Linked DNA regions of Mus musculus: all the other regions are linked to region 2. A link is a contact called in public Hi-C and promoter capture Hi-C data. All regions are on one chromosome and are shown on one strand. Each heading gives the region's core, a stretch centred on a gene start, on an enhancer-like site or on the middle of the called end of the contact. The rest is flanking DNA. Distances are from core to core; before and after follow the strand shown. Region 1 holds the start of 4930546K05Rik (RIKEN cDNA 4930546K05 gene). Region 2 holds the start of Sc5d (sterol-C5-desaturase). Region 3 has its middle 3.3 kb from the start of Gm26272.

Evidence for each region. Hi-C and Micro-C count contacts between places; a contact is called where the count stands out from the background. Capture Hi-C pulls out chosen DNA fragments and counts their contacts.
Region 1: a promoter capture Hi-C map of pancreatic islet shows a contact between it and region 2. The contact joins the promoter of 4930546K05Rik here to the promoter of Sc5d in region 2. A contact is called at or near these places in 5 of 484 Hi-C or Micro-C datasets (CD8 T cells, Th1 cells, liver and 1 more), 3 of 115 datasets of contacts at active chromatin or transcription factors (CD8 T cells, embryonic stem cells and intestinal crypt epithelium) and 2 of 9 other capture datasets (adipose tissue and pancreatic islet).
Region 3: a Hi-C map of peritoneal macrophages shows a contact between it and region 2, with 2.0 times the contacts expected there. The contact joins the enhancer-like site here to the promoter of Sc5d in region 2. A contact is called at or near these places in 6 of 484 Hi-C or Micro-C datasets (B cells, ECoMG-derived neutrophils, embryonic fibroblasts and 3 more), 3 of 115 datasets of contacts at active chromatin or transcription factors (CD8 T cells, the SCID.adh cell line and embryonic stem cells) and 2 of 9 other capture datasets (adipose tissue and pancreatic islet).

The regions. Positions count from the first base shown.
Region 1 is chr9:42,207,564-42,211,411 of GRCm38.p6, forward strand. 4930546K05Rik (RIKEN cDNA 4930546K05 gene) reads right to left here and starts at 1,668. Exons shown (of 7, transcript NR_040754.1): 1 at 1,590-1,668.
Region 2 is chr9:42,262,930-42,267,044 of GRCm38.p6, forward strand. It overlaps Sc5d (sterol-C5-desaturase), which reads right to left and starts at 1,371. Exons shown (of 6, transcript NM_172769.2): 1 at 1,277-1,371.
Region 3 is chr9:42,312,314-42,316,378 of GRCm38.p6, forward strand. No RefSeq gene overlaps it. Among named protein-coding and RNA genes, the nearest start is that of Gm26272, 3.3 kb to the right of the region's middle. Within about 2 kb of position 2,253, at least 23 of the 459 cell types and tissues checked have an H3K27ac peak or open chromatin away from gene starts, as enhancers often do. A contact at or near this core is called in peritoneal macrophages, where this site is marked.

The sequences.
Region 1 (3,848 bases), core at 418-2,917, 55 kb before region 2:
GATCATCATCTGCGATTTCATCAACTCTGTTGTCAAGCACAAGGGAAAGAATAAAGACCCGTTTCTGTTCTTTCTTTTTCTCTTTTACAATTTCAGCTGAACTGGTGGGTATCTGCTCACTCTTGTGGATGGTGGTCTCGGGACACTTTCAGGTTATTTTTAAAAAGGTGGGCACTCACTGAAAATGAGCAGTCTGCTTTTGTATTAATTTTGAAGACCATCTGTGATTGATTTACTAGAATGCTAATAATATTTTGCTTTCCTATATTTTCCTTCAAGAGCCTCCTAAATGTCTTCCCTAGCCTTATGCAATATGTATATGTATGTATATATGTATGTATATGTTTATGTGTATATGTGTGTATGTATGTATATATGTGTATATGTGTGTATATGCATGTGTGTTTATGTGTGTATGTATATACATATGTGTGTATGTTTATGTGTATATATGTGTCTGTATAGGTGTGTATATGTGCATGTGCATCTATATGTATATATGGCTATATTTGGATATGTAACTGTATATGCATATGTATGTGTGTATGTGTATATATGTTTATGTGTATATGTGTATATACATGTATATGTGGCTATATGTTTATATGTAACTGTATGTGTATGTGTGTGTATATGTTTATGTGCATATATGTGCATATGTATATATATGTCTCCATAGCTTGTCTGTAGAGGTCATTGTCACAGGTGGTACATGATGATAGGACTTCATGGTGGCTCCAGTTACAGGGAGCCAACCTTAGAAGCAAATGTTCTTCTTAAACCTAGTGTTGATGTGAGGGGTATCTTCTTCTAAACACGACTGTGCGTCAGCTTTGGGGATTTGTGTTCTGGGGTACCCTCTCTACCTCAGAAAGTAGAGTCAGAGAAGAAATGAATGACTGGGCTTCAGGGAAGCCATTAGGCAGCTACCGGTGAGTGTGGAGCCAGACACTGTGCTGAGGTCTCATTTTCTCCATGTCAGTGACTGTTGCACTGCTGTGACTGTGATACTGGACAGAAACTGCCCAAGGAAGGCAAGGTTTGCTTGAGCTCAGGATTCCTGAGAGTTTTAGCGCCCCACAGTGGGGAAGCCAAGGAAGAAACGCTCAGTCTGTGTCGGTGGGAGCATGTGGTGGGGCTCTCCACATCCGGGAGGATTAGAAGGCAGAACTCATGGTAGAACAAGCCAGGCCTAACCTTCAAAGGCCCACTCCAAGTGACTCACTTCCTGAAGTTTGGCTCCACCCTCTAAGGTTCCACAGTCTTCCACAATAGTTCTGCTGCTTAGAGAAGTGGGCCTGGGGAAGACATTGCACATGCGAATCATAGCATACTACATAGCAGTTCTGTGGGGAGGTGAGCATTAGAGCCCATCACAGATAAGAAAGCTATGGGTTAGAAAGGTAAACAACCTCTCGTTAGTATGAGGCCAGGATCTGAATGCAGATCATTTTATATAATAAATTGAATGCTTATACTAGGTACTGTAGTTTCTAGAAAGACATAGTTAGGAAGCATTTGGAAATTAATCTACCCCTGGAAGCAATCATCTTTTGAGTCAGAAGAACCATTTCCTGTCTCTAACCCACCTTCAGCTCCAGTCATAGGGCCCAGTTAGGGGCTCTTCTTGACACATTTTCAGTGAGCACTGAGGCTGAGAGGTTTTGTTGACTTAACTAGATCTAGAATCACCATGGAAACACACTTCTAGGTGTGTCGGGGGAGGGGGGGATTGTAATAGATTAGGTTGAGGTAGCAAGTTTCCCCGTAGATGCAGGCAGTTCCATTTCCTGGAGTCCTATAGAAGTGGGGAGCTAGCTAGCTGCTCATCAGCGTTCACCTGTCTCTGCTTCCACACTGGATCTACAATCTGGTCACCATGACCACCAGGTTCCTCCAGCATGATAGACAGCGTGATAGACCTGCCTGAAACTGTTATTCAGAAGAAACCCTTCACCTTGCTTTTTCGGTAACTTTGTTGCAGCAACAAGAAAACTTACCAATATGGTAGCTCTTGGTGTTAGCAGGAGCCTAACTGCTTAAAAGACTGAGAGGTTTGCCCAAATAAAGAACTTATCCCAAGGGCCTGAGCAGCCAGGAGGGTGATTCTAAGTAAACAGGTCTCTTAGCTCTGGGACTTTGTCATCTCACCGAACGAGAACATGGAATGAGTCACTTTGTGGTATCTTTCCACTCCTCTCTTGGCACCCCTGTCACATCCATGTGGTTCATTCAAGCAGCTTGTGAAAGTACCATTCTAGAACCATAGTTGAATGAACCACATACTTGGCGCTGTTTGTTTGGCTGGCCCACTTTCCCTTACACTACCACTTACAGCCATATCTCTGCATGGCCACCCACTACTGGCCTCCCTTCACCCTCCTATACCTACTGCCGAAGAGCAAGATGGGATCAGAGTCCCTTCTCAGGGAACAGAGCCTGACGGCTGGACCACTAACGTGTGAATTTGTGAGCCAGTTACAGATCAGGTCTTCAGATAGAAAAGAGGCGAGTTACAAAGATAGACACAGAGATGAGTCAGAAGCAGACTCTCTCCTTCTGCTTCTACTCTCCTGCCTCCGGCCCTTGTTTCCAGACGCATCCTGTTTGCCACTTTATAATGAAATTCTTTTGTTTTTCTGTAGACCTGCCTCTGGTTTCTGCACTAGCAACAGAGGATTTGGACTTTGTCTGAGCTTTGTGAGTTAGTGGCCTACCTTAACTTGTTCTTTGAAGTCCTGGTGTTAGGTCCATTTTCCCTGTAGGCAAATTAATTTTGCTCAGTCCAGAAGCAACAGTTTATCTCTGTATCTATTTTCACAAGGTGAGAGAGAGGCATGGATCAGCAGTGCTGGGAGATAAACAGCCGAAAAGCAAATGTACTGTAGAGAGCGAGCATCCATTATCCTGGATAGTGATCGATGGCTTGTTAGCTGACTGGTTTGGTTTTTTTTTTTTCTTTCTTTCTTTCTGCTTCCTGTCTGTGCAGCCTATAAACCTGAAGATGGGAGGAGAACAAATCTTGTACATAGAAGTAGTTGCTTTTCTTTATGTCTCCAGAAAGATGTTAGCTAAGAAGACAGAAAGTCTCTGCTGGTGTCAAATCAAATGGGAAGGAGAGTGAGCTGGAGTGAGAGAGAGCAGCTCAGAAGTGGGGGTGGGGGTGGGGGGTGAGATAACGTAGCTGCAGGCTCTTGGGGCCTGCATGCTGTATCAATATTTCAGAGCACAGTAGGGCTGTGGTCCCCAGCCTCCTCCTTTGGATTTCCTAAATGTAATGCACGGCAGGGAAGCAGCCATGTGGCACATGTATGCCTTTCCTAGGCAGCTATAACAAAACACCACCAGCTAGGTGGTGGCTTTGTTTTTAACATTTATTATTTTATGAATGGGAGTACACTGTCTTTCAGACACACCAGAGAGGGCATCAGACCCCCCATGACAGATGGTTGTGAGCCACCGTGTGGTTGCTGGGAATTGAACTCAGGGCCTCTGGAAGAGTAGTCAGTGCTCTTAACCATTGTCTCACTGTCTGCCTTCACATCCTCCCCACTGTTTATCTGGCTCGTGTCCACCTCTCCCCCTTCTTGGAGTAACATCAGTTTTACTGGATGAAGGACTTGCTGTGCTGGCCTATGACTTCACCTTAACTAATTATACCTGTACTGAGCATATCTCCAAATGAGGTCACATTTTGAGATACTGTAGATTTGGTTTAGGAATCCAACACATCTTCTGGGGCTGGGGAGTTATAATCATTTGAGCTTAACTCGAAGTAATGTGGGTATCGCAAGGAGTTCAGGCGAATGCAGTGGCGCTGATGACCTTCAGAGAAACACTTGTTTTCA
Region 2 (4,115 bases), core at 121-2,620:
TAAATAGTATACTGCTTTGGCAGAAAAAAAACCCACAATTTTTGACTTTAAAACATGGTTATCAATTAAATGGGCCTGGGGTATAATTCAGGGATATTCCTTTGGTGTAGTATGTCCAAAGCCTTGGTTCCTATCCCAGCATCAGATAAATAAGTAAACATATATAAATCCACTATTATACTTAAATGACTTAAAACTATTATATTTTTCTTAACTGAAAAAAGTACAGGAACAATAACTAGCCATTTATATATTTAAAAAATACTACATATTATTTTAAGCACTCCACCCCTCCCCCCTTTGGCTATGTGGCCTGGAACTTGCATTCTCCTGCTTCAGTCTCCAAAGCTCTTGGATGCTCTGCAGTACCTCTCATCCGGCCTTTACACATCTGGAGGAGTGATGGAGAGATTCTCCCATCTAATTCTCACAAGTCTATAACGTGTGTCCGCGTATAATCTTAATAAACAGGACAGTGAAGGCGCAATGCCTTAAACAGCTTTGTTCTGTAAGGAGCAGTCGATGTGTAAAGCCTACACAAAAAGTTCTACACAGCATTACTTCCCTAGAGTCACAAATACAGATGGGGAATTCTGAGTTCTCCACGTTCATTATATTACAGGATGAATGCAAAAGTCCGTAAGACAGTAAGGGTCAGAAGGTAAGCACTTTAACACAACTAATGAAAATGCAAACTCAACTAACACAAAATAGTCAAATAACTTCGCTGCCGCCGAGATATTGTTTCCACTTGTACCACCTCCCAATTTACTCGGCAATAAGAAGGGATGCCAGTATGAGTGACTTCTTAACGATGCTTAAAGTGTGCACGCTACAGCGTATGGTCTTCAGAAAGGCAGGGAGTGACGGCCCACCACCCTCCCTAGGCCTCAATCGGACGCTGGTTCGCAACCTGGTACCTTCTCCAGGAAGTGCCGGTGGCAAAGCAAATCACCAGCTTTTCCCACCTCACCCTGGATGTGGGGTTCACAGTAGGCAGGCAACCTCTAGCACTGGCAGGGACCCAGCTTTACCGGGCCAGGGTCCTTCCCCGCTCCCATATAACCTTATCCCCATCGCAGGCCCCGGGGACCAAGGTGTCCGCCAGGCCAGACCCCCACCCCCACCCCCACCCCCCCATGCCACCTGCGCTTTAGCAGGGACGGCCACACGGGTGCGGCGGATGCCGTACCGGCGCCGGGCACCCGGGGATCCTCGCGACCGCCCGCGGGTCCTCCCACTCGCGGCTGTCCAGCTGCCAGCGCACGGAACCTACCTGCCAGGCCCAGCAGCTCCGTCAGCCGCGGCTTTACAGCCAGCGGAGAGTACGAGCCAGAGCGCCCGAGACACCGCCCGCTCAGCAGAGCCCCGCCCATGTGCAGGCAGCCGGCCAATCAGCAGCCGGCGCAATAAGCTGATGTGACGGCGGATCGCGCGACCTGGACCGGCGCGGTCGCGGCGGTCACGTGGTCGCCGCGTAGGCGTCCCGCGCTCCCCACGCCTCCCCGCACCCCCGAACCAGGTCCAGCACTCTGCCGGGACTATCCAGGCGCTTCATGATGCTGCTACGGGGCGGACGAAGCTTGCTTTCCTTCCCACTTTCTTCCCGCCCAGAAAGTTGACTAGAATCGTGCAAAGGACCCGGGATGAATGCAAAATGACAGCCTGAAGTAGGATTAATGACGCTTCCTTTGATGTTAATGGTGGAGTCTTTTGTCCCATTTTTGTGACTCAAACGTTCATCAATCCGCAGTTATTTGTCACTTCCCTGCAAGTCCTCTTATGCAGCGTTAAAATATGTAAATCGAAAGTTATGTGTAGCAGAGTAAATTTAAAAAGCAATTATTAATAGCGATAAAAATAGAGAAAGAGGTTATGATCTGGCCCAACTGGTTTACATAGGTAAAGATAGGGGTGGGGGAGGTGAACTTAAAGATCAAATTGGCTAATTATGACTCGGGAATGTAGACAGCAGCCCATTCTATAAAATACAAGAGCTCCCTAAGGTGAGCAGTAGGGATCAGCAGTATTGGCCAAAATGAAAAGAACCTAAGAAGAAGAAAGGCCCAAAAGACTAGTACTTCAGAGTTACTTCAGAGAGGATTGACCTGTCGTCTGTTTCTGGTATCAGGGTCCTACCAATTGATTAGTTTTGTTTTGTTTTTTTGTTTTGGTTAGAAGGAGCCAGGCATTTCAAAAGCCAGTTTGATTAAGTGATATATTGAGCATGAGAGACAGTTCTGGCCAGATCTGATCTTCCAGAGCTCTGAGGCAAAAGCCTAGTCCAAAATGACTCTATAAATTACACTTAACAAAGTGTGTTTGCCAGTGTTCTCTGGAGGAACAGAACTGATAAGATGAATACATACATAAAAAATTTATGAAACTAGCTTAAAGTAATAACAGTTGTCTCACCCCAGAAGAACTAAACCCCTAGTAGCTGTTCCATCCACGAGGCTGGTTACCTTGCCAGCCAGAGTAGTCCTATAATGGCTGTCTCACATTGGAAAAATGAACAGCCTGGTAGAGCGTCTGTCTACCAGGCTCAGTGCCACAGCAGTTCCTGTATACCTGGAGAGTCCCTGGCCTTCAGCCAACAATGGAAGTTTGGAAATAATAGTTTGGGTTTCACCAAAGACAGCAGCAGCAAGCAAGCTCAGCTGCCAGGGGAAGATGGAAGACCAAGCAAGCTAAAGGGATATCATACTCTCTCTACTCTGCTCCTGGGCCTATTGGCAGAAATGCTGCACGCGCTTAAGGTAGCTTCTTTGATATCAACAGAGACGATGAGGACCATGCGGCTCTCTGGTCAGTCGTTGCTGATTTGTGGCAAGTTGTGGTGAAAACCAGCCACCACACTAAGAGAAACTAGACAGGAGTATGTGTGAGTTCCACAGGTGAGCTCTGGAGTGAGAGCCTAGGCTTTGCACTGCTTTAGTGGGTCTGGTCATCAGCTTTCTCCTGGGGCTTCCACTGTAGTACTTCCCAAGGTCTCCTCTCCCATCCCCAAAATTGACACCATCTGGGCAATTTCTAGAAGTGTAGATGTAAAGGAGAAGCAACCGGGTGACTCCACTCTGATTCCTTCTATAAGCAAGTTGTTCCTCGACAGCCAGGAGCCTCCTCTCTGTTTATAAAATAAAGTATGGTCCAATACTAGAATACAGATGAAAGCCAACTCAGTTTCTGAGCACGTCTCATCATTTTCTGACACTTCATCTTCTGATATTCCTGGGATGGTTGTCATTCTATTGAATTAATAAACAAGACGGGGCTAGAGAGATGGCTCAGTGATGAAGAACACTGACTGCTCTTCCAGAGGACCTGGTTAGATTTCCCAGCATCCACATGGCAACTCACAAACATCTCTAACTCCAGATCCAGGAAATCGGCTGCCCTTTTCTGGCTGCTGCAGGCACCAGGCACACCCACAGTGCACAGAAATATGTATAGGCGAAACACACCACCACTACCCCCAACACCAAAAATTTTAAAAATTAAACACCTAACAGATTAGTAAAGCATACTGCATAGTGTAGCTATGAGGGCATTTTTATCAAATCATAGGATCTGACTTAATAGTATCGCCCATTTATGGATTCAAAACTTAAGGACTGAAAGAAAGGTGAAATTTCAAGACCTGTAAGTCATATAAAGTACTCAGAAATTGCTGGTTGTTTGTGAGCCTAGAGGCTGCCTGCGGCTGAGAAAAAAGACAAACAAACCCAAGTATGCCCCATAGTTAAAACATTCCTGGGAACAGCTTAACCTTAAAGATAAAGAGGAATGTGAGGACATAACAGGGCTATCTGAACTGAGTCAACAACTCACAGAACTCTGACACCCTGCATGTACATGCAATTTTTCTGCTGATGTTTGAATAAGCCAATAGTGTGTCGCTATACTGAATTCCACACCCCTAAGCCCCTTACCCCATAAAACCCCCTAACTTTCGAGCCTCGAGGCTGACATCTGTTATCTCCTGTGTGAGATGCATGTCGGTCCGGAGCTCCGTCATTAAACGACCTCGTGTAATTACATCAGGGCAGTCTATTCATGATTCTTTGGGTGCGCGCCGGATTGGGAATTGAGTGGGGGTTTCCCCACTGGGTTCT
Region 3 (4,065 bases), core at 1,003-3,502, 50 kb after region 2:
CACAATGTCAAAGAATCAGTAGTAATCTAATTAATGTAATAGTAATAACAGTAATTTCAAGTAAAAACCTTAAAAATTAATAGTAATAATTAATAGTAATTATCTCTCAAAATTGAGAGAAGCATTCAATATGCAAAAGTGCCCATGTTTCAACATCAGCAACAATTGGAAAATATTTAATGACATAGAAAGTCTAGATCTTGAAGTTACAATGACACTCCTGAATATTTCATAAATTAATTTTTGTTGTGTCAAAAAAGCAAACTAAGCATATTATAAAAGCCAAGCAAATGACCACATAAATCAATCAAAAGAATTAACCATCTGATCAACTCAATACATATTGAAAAGCCCTGTGAGAAAACTCAGGATGGTCACAATGTAGGCTATTGGAAAGGTCTGAGAGCTGCCAGAGATTGATCAAGAATATTCACAAAAAGTTCAAAAGCCAAGCTCAATGGAGAAGTGGGGAAGTTTTCATTTGACATAAAGACCATGAGCAACACTCCTGTCATACATACCAAATGGTGTTCTGGGTATTCTAACTAACACAACCAGGCAAAATCATCAGAAGATATCAAAATTAGAATGGGGCCTGAGGTGGAGCTCAAGTCATAGAGGGCTTGCCTGTGTGCACATGGCGCCAAGATAGAGGCAGAGGTGGTGATGAGCTCAGAGACAGACATGATAGAGGCCAAAAAATGGACACGGCGAGAGAGATGGATAGTCAAGGTATATGTAGATCTATACAGATAAGTTACAACACCGTAGAGATTATCAAAATTGAGAGAAATGTCCAACATACAAAGGCACCTGCCATCAACATCAGCAACAACGAGAAAATATATTAAGAAAGAAATATCACTTCCATTAACAACAAACTTTAAGCACCAGGATTTGGAAAACAAACATTCCTGAACCCTCACAAGCAAAAGGAAGCATATTTGAAAAGAAATTGAAACTCAAAACGGATACAAATACTATGTTCGCCAAAGAATTTAGCTTTATAAAGGTGTCCATTTGAAAATGGCTCTTTAGATATAATTTGATTCTTATAAAAAATTTCTAACAGCTTTTGGTTGCTTGTTTTGATTTGGGAGAACTTGGGCCGATTTTAAAATCTGTATGCAAAAGCAGAAACCCAAGACGATCTAAGACATCTTAACAAAGCAATCAAATGGAAAGATGTGCTCTTCGATGTACTGAGACGTGTTATAAAACCATAGCAATTGAGTCCGTGGTTTTAAGACATGAGTAAATAGGCCAATAGATAAACCAGAGTTCAAGAAAACGCCACACGTTCCTCAATGGAGGAAAGATAGGCTATCACATAACTACGCTTAGGCTTCACAAGTGCTAAGAAAAATAGAATTTTATTTCAATTCACACAGACCACAATTCTAGTGGTTTAGGAGAATAGCTTTACTTTCTAAATTTTGGGTAGGAAATGATTTTTTAAAAAACATATACAGTGGAACATTACTAATTATTGATGGATTAAATCACCTATATTAAAATTAAGAATTTGTGTTCTATTTAAAATCCTAGAAAGAGAACAAAAATAGATCTCAAGATGGGGAAATGCATTTTCAGTGTATGTAAGTATAGATATTAGACTCCAGACTATAAATGAATTATATGACTCAATAAGAGAGGGACAAATGACTCATCAGACAGATGTACAGCAGACACAAACAGATGACAGTAAAAACCGGTACAGGAACTCATGTACTGAAAATTGGCCTCAACAGGAATGAAAGTTTAGACCTTTTGTTTGTTTGTTTTTTTTTTAAATTTTCTCCATATGAACGCTTGTGTTCCTGAAGGCCAGAAGAGGGCACCAGATCCCCTGGAGCTGGCGTTAAGCAGTTGCAAGCCACCTAATAGGCTTTTTGGGCACTGAAATCAGGTCCTCTGCAAGAAGGATGCATGCTCTTAACTGCTGAACCATTTCTCTCTCTCCCTTTACATTAAAACCTTAAAATGTAGTTTCAGACACAACAGACTTGGGGGAAAATGGCTTTGTAAAACTAGATGTAGGCAAGGCAACATAGAAGCAGAATCAAGTGCATTGAGATATGAAGAAACAGTCAGCAGTTCCCTTATGTCACAGAAATATTTAGGTTCGCACATCACAGAAATATTTAGGTTTGCACACCAGGAAATAGAAAGAAAAAGGTACATAGTAGCATTGTGTGGGAGAAAGTGCTCATATGCCACAATGTAGCAAACTGTGGCTTACTTCTGCAATGAGCTATTAAGCAATGATTCAAACGGATGAACCAGCGCTACACACAGCACCCTGGATACTTCTCAGGGTGATAAGGATGAGTGAAAAGTTTAAGTCTGTGTGCACGTACAGTGCTAACAAAGAAGACAATGGATTGCTCAGGAAATGCACAGGGCTGTTCAAGTCATAAAGATAGACAAGCGAATGACAGTGAGACAAAGTGTCCACGAGGAACCCTGAGTGCTTAAGCCTGATTTGGGTTAGGCTTTCAAGGAGCTGCGAGTTGCCCTGTCTTATAGCTCCGTATTTGGCACATGTAAGTCACCACTGTGATGATACCCAAGAGAAACAATTTAAGAGAGGGAAAGATTTGTTTTTTCCTCTTTTGGCTCATGGGTTTAAAAGTTTCAGATTGTGGTGAGAAAGGAAAGAGAGAGTGATGTTGCTTGTGTGAGAGTGGACAAGAAGCACACACAGAGAGAAGCAGGGGTGAGGGACATGGCTTATCCCACCAGAGCATGGCCTTCATTAAACCACTCTAACTTCTGCTCCGCCACCTCCTGGCAGTGATGTCATCAAGTAGCTTGTCTATTGGTTGTCAGAGCCACCATGATTTAATCACCCTCCTTGATTGGATGTTCCAACCGTCAATCAACCAGCTGGGACTAAACTTTCAGCACAGGAACCCCTTGGAGAGGCGTGTGATATGCAAACTCTGACAGGACCATTATGAACGGCCTGTCTATTACAGTTCTTTAGATTGTGTGTGGACTCTTTTATGAATGGGAAATATTTTACAGCAAAACTATAAATTAGTTACAATTCTGTAAATAATTGGACATTTTCTTTGATTACTTGTAAATGTTTGACAAAACAGCGTAATAAGTTAAAAATCACATTCCTAAGCTAAAATAGCATTAACATTAGAAAATGTTTTAATTTTTATAGTATTTATGGAATGCTTGGAGAATACCTGGATATTTCATAGTTTTCAAACAGTGTATAAACCACTTTCCCTTCTATGTATTATATACAATTATTTGAAATGTAATCCTTTAATAACTTTTTATGCTGATATTTACTTTGGCGGGCTATCATAAGTTGAGACAAACCCCCCTCTCTCTCTCTTGCTCTCTCTCTCTCTCTCTCTCTCTCTCTCTCTCTCTCTCTCTCTCTCTCTGGATTGAGGGGGAGCTGGCCTCATCCTTTCCCTGGCCAGCTCTGTACATCTGGCCCGGGTGGCATGAATGGGAGAATGGATTGAGGGCATGAGAGCAGGAGAGCTGGGCTCGACACACACACACACACACACACACACACACCCTGACCCTTGCACATACCCACTTGCAGGCTGCAGCCCTCCTGTGCCTGTGCAACACAGTAGAGCTGGCCCTGGTAACAAGGAAGCTAGAGAACTGGTCCTGAGGGTGTGAGAGCGGGAGAACTGACTGGCTCCTTGCCAGATATAGAAGTAGGGTGAGCTGGCCCCTCCCCATACTGGGGTAGGAGAGCTGGCCTGGTTGGCATAAGCTGGGCTGACCAACTCAGCTGCAACTCAGGCCCAATCCAGGGCTTTGAGTTGGCTTGCCCCAACATATTCGCCAGTTGTGATCTGCTGGAATGTGAACCAGTCCAGTGACTCACTGCTATGAACATTTGTAAGTGAAGCTGTTGGGCAACTTCCACACACTGCAACTTCCATGGAGAGATTATTTTTATTTATTTTATTTTAATTTTTTGTTTTCTTTTGGGGGAGATTGCAAGGGTAAAGGGTAGATATGGGGGGGGCAGGAAGATAAGTAGGATTAGAGTGTATGTTGTAAAACTCACAAAGA